Linked DNA regions of Mus musculus: region 1 is linked to region 2. The links are chromatin contacts, called in public ChIA-PET maps. All regions are on one chromosome and are shown on one strand. Each heading gives the region's core, a stretch centred on a gene start, on an enhancer-like site or on the middle of the called end of the contact. The rest is flanking DNA. Distances are from core to core; before and after follow the strand shown. Region 1 has its middle 23 kb from the start of ccdc198. Region 2 has its middle 49 kb from the start of Exoc5.

Region 1 (3,363 bases), core at 364-2,863, 110 kb after region 2:
TGGTGTGGCTTTAGCGGTGGGGACTAATTGTATGTGTGTGTTGGGGGGCACTTGTGCATACTAGGCAAGTACTTTATCACTGAGCCCCATCCCAGTCCTAGAACTGTTGAAGAGTACAAGACCTTTCAGTAAGGGATTCAGAGAACAGAACACCATAAACATCCCGTTCTTCTTTGCTGTGAGCCTGGATTTGATGCCAATATCTTTTTCTTCGTTTCTGGAGCTCCCAGATTTTGAGGCTTTTCTCTGATAAATTCTGGGGCAAAATTAAATGTTTTCTTGAAGCAAACAAGTACTTTAGAGCCCCTTTAGGCTCTGGATTGTTGACCATCACTCTTGGATAGAGTCATACCACTGCCATGCTTTATAGATGTGTGGAGTGTCAGGGAGCTGGTTCCTTATGCTCACGGACATCTGTTCATACTAAATCCTTGAAACCCTTCTTTGAGAAACTTCTGACTCCACCAAAGTGCTCAATTCCACCCTCACAAAGGTGGGGTGTGTACTGTCATGGCTATCAGATTCCTTATGGGAATCCATTTCATATTGGTGAGGTGTGAAATATTAAGTACTTTTGTTCTTGCTAAATTGAAAGATTGCATACTCTAGCTCCTAATGGGAAGTATTCCTGTTACAGGCCCTTACGTCTATTTTTCTAACACTACCATGATCATGCCAAGGTTTTTTTTAAAAATTCTTTTCTTTTGTTTTGTTTTTTTGGTGTATCTTGTCTTATTCCTTTACCTCCAGATGACCCGTATCTTTGTTTAGAATGTGCTTCTTGAAAAGAGTATAGAGGTGCTTCTGGCTCCTCTCCAGTCTCCCATCTCCAAATTTAAACCATGTTATTAACTACTTACCTTTAGTATGGTTTTTGGTACCATTAGGCTTGAATCTGGGACCTTATTGTTTGAATTTCTTAGTTTTATTAGCCCCCCCCCCCGCTGGATTTAAAAAATGATTAGATTTTTCTTTGTCTTATTGGCTTTTAGTTTAGTGGTAGTGACAGTTTATAGTTTCTCTCTGTCTCTGTCTTTCTGTCTTTCTGTCTTTGTCTCTGTCTCTGTCTCTCTCTCTCTCTGTGTGTGTAGACTAGGCTGGCCATGCTTAGAATGGAACTTGCTGTCTCTGCCTCCCCAGTGTTGTGTTAACAAATACAAACCACTTTGCTGGACTTTTTGAGTGTAGGTCATAGGGGTTGAACTCTGGTCATTAGGCTCGATGGCACAAGTGCTTTTAACCTGCAGAGACATTTCACTGGCTCCCAGACAACTTCTTTATTACTCTTGCACATTGCTGTCATATGTCTAGGTGAGCTCATTACCAATGGATGACTGACGTTTGTTTGTTCATCATTCAACAATATGTAACTGCAAGTTGTAGCTGTTAGGGTCTACATAAAATATTAAGGCCTAGATGGAATGTTAAAGCCTAGGTAAAATGTTAAGGCCTAGGTAACAGTGACCTGGCGAGTCTGCCATTATACAGAAACTTTCTCTTATGTTTCTGCTGTTACTAGGAAACTTTCTATGCCAAGATTGACTATATTTTCTGTTACGTTCTGTGCCCTTGGAAACCAATCATGATAGATGTCAGAACTGTTTTGCATAGTTACCCACAATAAGCTTTGACAGGAACCAACCACCCAACCCACTTCCTGCACCTATGTATAAGTTTTTATGGTATTTGTCTTTATAAGCTGCCTCTGGGATGAATCCCAACATAAGATAGACATGTGCACCAATAAAATAAATTATTTGGACTAAGACTTCCAGTTTGAGTAGTGACAGAGTAAAGTGAAGTGAAGACTTCTGGTTTCTTTGGAAAGTCAGTTATGTCAAATGATGTTTTGCTGGGGCACACAGGTAAAAACAGACACATGAAAGGACACATGATGTTTAGAAGGAATATAATACAACCCAACAGGCAGTGGTGATGCTGGGTGGTGTTGGTATGCTTTACCATTGTTTATTGGTCACTGTTTGTCATGTCTCCACCAAGAGAAACAGACCAAAAAACTTCTGGTGGTGGTCTGGCAGCTTCTTGCTGCTTCCAAGGACTCAGGCCAATTGGCAAACTGAAGTGAAAGTTTCTGGTTATGTCAGCTGATACAGACTCACTTGGAGTTTTACTAAGGCAAACTCATCAGAAGTTTTGCTGAGGCAAGACCCATGGGAAGTAAGACCTGTGGGAGGACATGTGATGTTCAGAAGGAGTATAAATAGGACTCAATGGAGAGATTGCATAGCTAGCTTTGCAGTGCTTCGTTGATCTCGAGGCTTCATCTTCACTTCATTGAGAGCATGGCAGAGAACTTTTCCTGGTGTCCCTGCTGGTCCTGATCAATCTTGCTGACTTGTGCTAATTTGGTGGAGGCCTGGCTGTTTCTGCTAGGCCATGTCACCATTGCTACTGGTATCCTGACAATTAGAGATTGAAATAGCCGCACGGAACTACTACTAACCAGCAGGCATCAGAACCTTGCTGCTGCTTCTGGATCAAGCAGCCATTGCTGATTTGTGTGAACTGAACTGCTGAGATCCTGGCAATGGAAACTACTTCTAAACAGGTCCATTTCCCCCTGGAAGGTGGGTGGTGGGCTAGAATGGAAGTTAAAGCATTTAGGAACCCTTATTAAAAATAGGGTTTGAAAAAAAAATTAAGCTTACAGTAAGTTTAAGTTCCCAAGACCTCCGTTGGAACTGACATTCTACTTGGTAGAAAAAGACATGTTTGTAGGTAACTAACATCCTGGTTAGATGAGGCAAGTCCCCTGCCACAGTTGAATACCCCAACCAATAGAAACGGGATCAATGCACGACAAAGACATGTTTCTAAGGGAATTCCCTATCCCCAAATCCTGATTGGTGGAATAACATGGCACAGATGTTTGTGGATTTTAGGTATAAAAGCCCTGTAGAATCAAAGTCGTGGTTCAGTTCGTGAATCTGGACCATAGCCCTGGTCAACTGGTCCTGGGGTATATGCTCAATAAACTATCCTTGTGTTACTAAGATCAGTGTCTGTGTGGTTGGTTGTAATGTGATTTCTGGACCCCAACATCAGCGACTCCCTTAAGCACATCCTACCAAATAGTCCAAATTCAGCTACCCTTTAGCTAGACTCCCAAGCTGACCAGTGCTTTTCCAAAACAGCTCTGCTCTTCTCAATCATGGCCACTCTTTCTGTGCTGGGGTGGGTTGTCGGGTGTGTGTGTGTGTGTGTGTGTGTGTGTGTGTGTGTGTGTGTGTGTGTGTTTGGTCGTGGTGGTCGTGGTGGTGGATAGTGGATAGTGCTTGCCCAGCTGCATTCCAGACCCAATAATGACAATAGAATTTGTCTCCACTCTGTAGCTCTCAGGTG
Region 2 (3,604 bases), core at 241-2,740:
GAGACCTGCAGACAGCGAACCTGCTCCTCGTGCAAAGCATAGAACCTTTCAAGCTTCTAAGTGAACTACTCTAAAACAGGCAAGACACCAAGAAATCTTAACTGTCTGAGAAAAACTCCCAACTCCGTCTCAAAAAAGCTTTAAAAAAAGGAAAACCACTTCAAAACAAATGAATACTCAGACAAAAACCTCAACAAGTTTCAACTTGGAAGAAATAAAGACCATAGAGGGAAATGAGAAAGGAGAAATGGAATTATTTCTCAGAAAATCTGCATTAGACCAAAGTTCCTGAAATGGGAAGTCTAATTAACATAGGCATTCTGAAAAATGTTTAAAAAATATGTAAAAAAAAAAAATCAGAATCTAAAGGAAAAGCCCAAGAAGTACAGTGGAAGAAAACTTGACCCTTGACCCTTCTGAAATCAGAGCACTGTGGACCCCCTCCCGCCCCCCGTTAGTCCGTGCCTCTCTAGTCCCAGCTCTTGTGAAAGTAGAGGCCAAAGGACTGAGAACTCAAGGCCAGTGTAGACCACATAGCCAGATAATGTCAGAGAGAGAGAGAGAGAGAGAGAGAGAGAAGGGGGGCTGGGATAGTAATCACAACATATTATAGAGGAAAGACAGCCAATCCAATGCCAGCATGATACTGTGACAGAGGAATGGAGGGGTGGCCACCAACAGGAAAAGCCTTCGTGAGAGCTGGGTGTGGCAGCGCTTGGGAAAGGGAAGGCAGGACTGTCATGACTTTCTAGCCAACCTTGGCTATGTAGCGGGTTCCAAGCAAGCCTGGAATACATAATATACTTTTTTTTTTAAAATTTCACGATGATTTTCTAAACTAATGAAGAGTTTTCCATTTCAAAAGGCCCTGGCTGTGTCCAACACAACAGATAAAATATACCAGGCTCATAAACATGTTGTCATTTCAGAACTCAGAATACAATGGAAAGATCTTTAAATTTGCAAAGAGGTAAAATAGGCTAGATATAAACACTCAAATCTCAAAACTACTTCACATTTCTTGGGGGCCAGGGGGTCACAGGAAGTCAGAAAAAGTGTGAGAAGATAACAGGAGTTTTAGAGTTCTGACTTCAGTTGAAATACCGTTTGAGTTACAGATGTTGAGATTCAAGGACCCCAAATTTGCTTGTATGTGTCAATTTTCATGAAACCAGTGTAGAAAGTCCTTCATCCGAGAAGAACAGAAAGGGAAGCTGATCGGAAGATACATATTGCACACACTCAGAAGGCAAGAGGAATCCCAGAACAACAGTACTTAAAGATGACGTCACACTAGGTCATGTCAAAACCAGAGTTCTGACATCTTAGAGGAGGTGCAGAAAGGATGTAAGAAGATAAGAGTTAGAGGATGAGGGGAGGGAAAAGGATGAAATCCTGAGTCCAGAGGACAGGATGTGGCTGTCGCACACATGAACTTGCAGCCACTGTGGTAACCCACACAGGATCAAGGCCGTCAACATTCTATCGTGGTCAGGGGAGGGGCTCGTGAGTCCTCACCCCTAGCTGAGGAGCCATTGTCAATCGCTGGTCACTGGAGGAGGGTACACGTTTCTTTCCTTTGGGGGTGTGGCTGCTGGTAGGTTGGTAATGGCTCCACACGATACACACATGCACTATTGGACTCGGTGGGTTATGTGGATAAAGAAGAGGCCATGAATGTGGGAGTTGTGTTGGGAGTGCCTGGGGGGGTGGGAAGTAAACATGATCAAGATATGTTGTATACATGTATGCCATTGTCGGATTAGGGGCTGGTGAGATGGCTCAGACAAGCCTGATGACCAGAGTTTTAGACTCTCTCTCTCTCTCTCTCTCTCTCCCTCTCTCTCTCTCTCTCTCTCTCTCTCTCTCTCTCTCTCTCTCCCTCTCTCTCTCTCTCTCCATATATATATATAATCTCCACAGTTCCAGCCTGTAGTGGTTTTGAGCCAGAATGTCCTCCCTAGTCTTGGTATTGGAATACTTGGTACCCAGTTAGTGGTGCTGTTTGTGAGGGTTTGGACATGTGGCCTTGTTTCCTCCGCATCAGTAGTGTCTCTACTTCTCTGATTTAGAGTTGAGAGGGCCTTTTTCTGAGAAAGTCCTCTCTGACAGGCGTTCTTCCTAGAGTTCTTCAAGCAGTTTCTGGGCATTAGCTAATGCCTGCAAGGTCTCTTTGCCTTTTCTATGCTTTTTGGGCTTTGAGGTTTCAAAGGCAGGTGCCACCATCAGTGTGAACTGTCTACTTCCTGCTTGTGATTCAAAGTGTAAGCTCCCAGCTTCCAGCTCCAACCGCCCCTGCTCTCCCATCGTGGACTCCTGTCACTGTGGTGCGATAAACCCAAATAAATTCTGTCTTCTGTCAATGGCCTCGACCGAGGTGCTTTATCAGAGCAATAGAAAAGTAATGAAGACCAGCCTATGCTCACCAGCCTGTGCAAATTCTTCATATGAAGATCAGCTTCAAACACAAGCACGGACTTCTTCAAACCCAGCCAATGTCCCATCACCTAAATCCATAAAGATGGCAAGCCTCACGGGCAGCATGACTGTTCTCACAATGATGCATGCATCCCTGCTCCACTTTCCTGAAATCTATCAGAACTGTGAAACAGACCTGGTCTCAAATATCCTCGCTACAATGTAAACTATCTTTAAAATAACTGTAGAATAAAAGAATGTTGTAAAATACATTTAGAGTTACATATATATGTATGTATGTATATATAATATATTGCATACCTAATATATATTACACACACATACACCACAATACTCTTAGAAATAGTAGGTAACCATACATAAGCTACCTAAAATGTTAAACACATATTCCAAGAGACAGAGTCAGTGATATTAAACACCTTAGTATCAGGGACCCCATCAACATATGTAAAATAATTAACAGTTTTAGTCTATTATTAAGAAGATCAAGTCTTTCAGTGTGCAAACAGGCACTGTCATTTTTAATCTTAAAAATATATTTGTACCTTTAGTATTGGCTAATAGTAGAACTCAAAAAGAAGTTAAACTCACATGATATTTATGCTATATAAATATGAACTCAAAGTTAATTTTATCTTTTTTTCTCAAAAAAATACATTTAATCTGTACATAAAAATATGGGACTCAACTCAACTCATGTGGTCTTAAATTTATGATGGGATGTAAAAATTTTAGTGAGGGAGGAAAAATAAAATATTATTATGTTTAAATTAAGTTTGTAATTCAAAGGAGTCATTCAGTGGGGCTTCCAAATTCTACTTGTAACACTAGAAAGTCTTGCACACAAATCCTTGTTTTACAGGTTTTTGCCTGGCAATCTAACACTCCTTAGGAATGAACCAAAGAGAGATTGAGTGTATCAGGACTCCACCCAATCCCCAAGGAGTCAGCATCTCATCTATAAAGGTTAAACCCTTCTTTGCATTTCTCTCCTCTGCAGCAGGCAGCTCAGCTGCCACAAGCAAAACAGGCAATGCTTTTCTTTGCTAGTTCATTTGGAAAAGTTGCTCAGCTAACTGAGAAATATTTAATGAATTTTGCTTGTATTAAAATAAAGGTGATTGCTTTGTGGCAATGATGTACGCAGTTGAGAAAGTTATTACAT

What was found. ChIA-PET counts read pairs in DNA pulled down with a chosen protein or histone mark.
Region 1: an RNA polymerase II ChIA-PET map of memory CD8 T cells shows a contact between it and region 2, with 27 read pairs. The contact joins two enhancer-like sites. A contact is called at or near these places in 1 of 15 datasets of contacts at CTCF or cohesin (pro-B cells), 7 of 484 Hi-C or Micro-C datasets (the HL-1 cell line, the HPC-7 cell line, brown adipocytes and 2 more) and 1 of 115 datasets of contacts at active chromatin or transcription factors (memory CD8 T cells).

What each region holds. Positions count from the first base shown.
Region 1 is chr14:49,220,353-49,223,715 of GRCm38.p6, forward strand. No RefSeq gene overlaps it. Among named protein-coding and RNA genes, the nearest start is that of ccdc198, 23 kb to the right of the region's middle. Within about 2 kb of position 1,614, at least 26 of the 459 cell types and tissues checked have an H3K27ac peak or open chromatin away from gene starts, as enhancers often do. A contact at or near this core is called in memory CD8 T cells, where this site is marked.
Region 2 is chr14:49,114,306-49,117,909 of GRCm38.p6, forward strand. No RefSeq gene overlaps it. Among named protein-coding and RNA genes, the nearest start is that of Exoc5, 49 kb to the left of the region's middle. Within about 2 kb of position 1,491, at least 5 of the 459 cell types and tissues checked have an H3K27ac peak or open chromatin away from gene starts, as enhancers often do. A contact at or near this core is called in memory CD8 T cells, where this site is marked.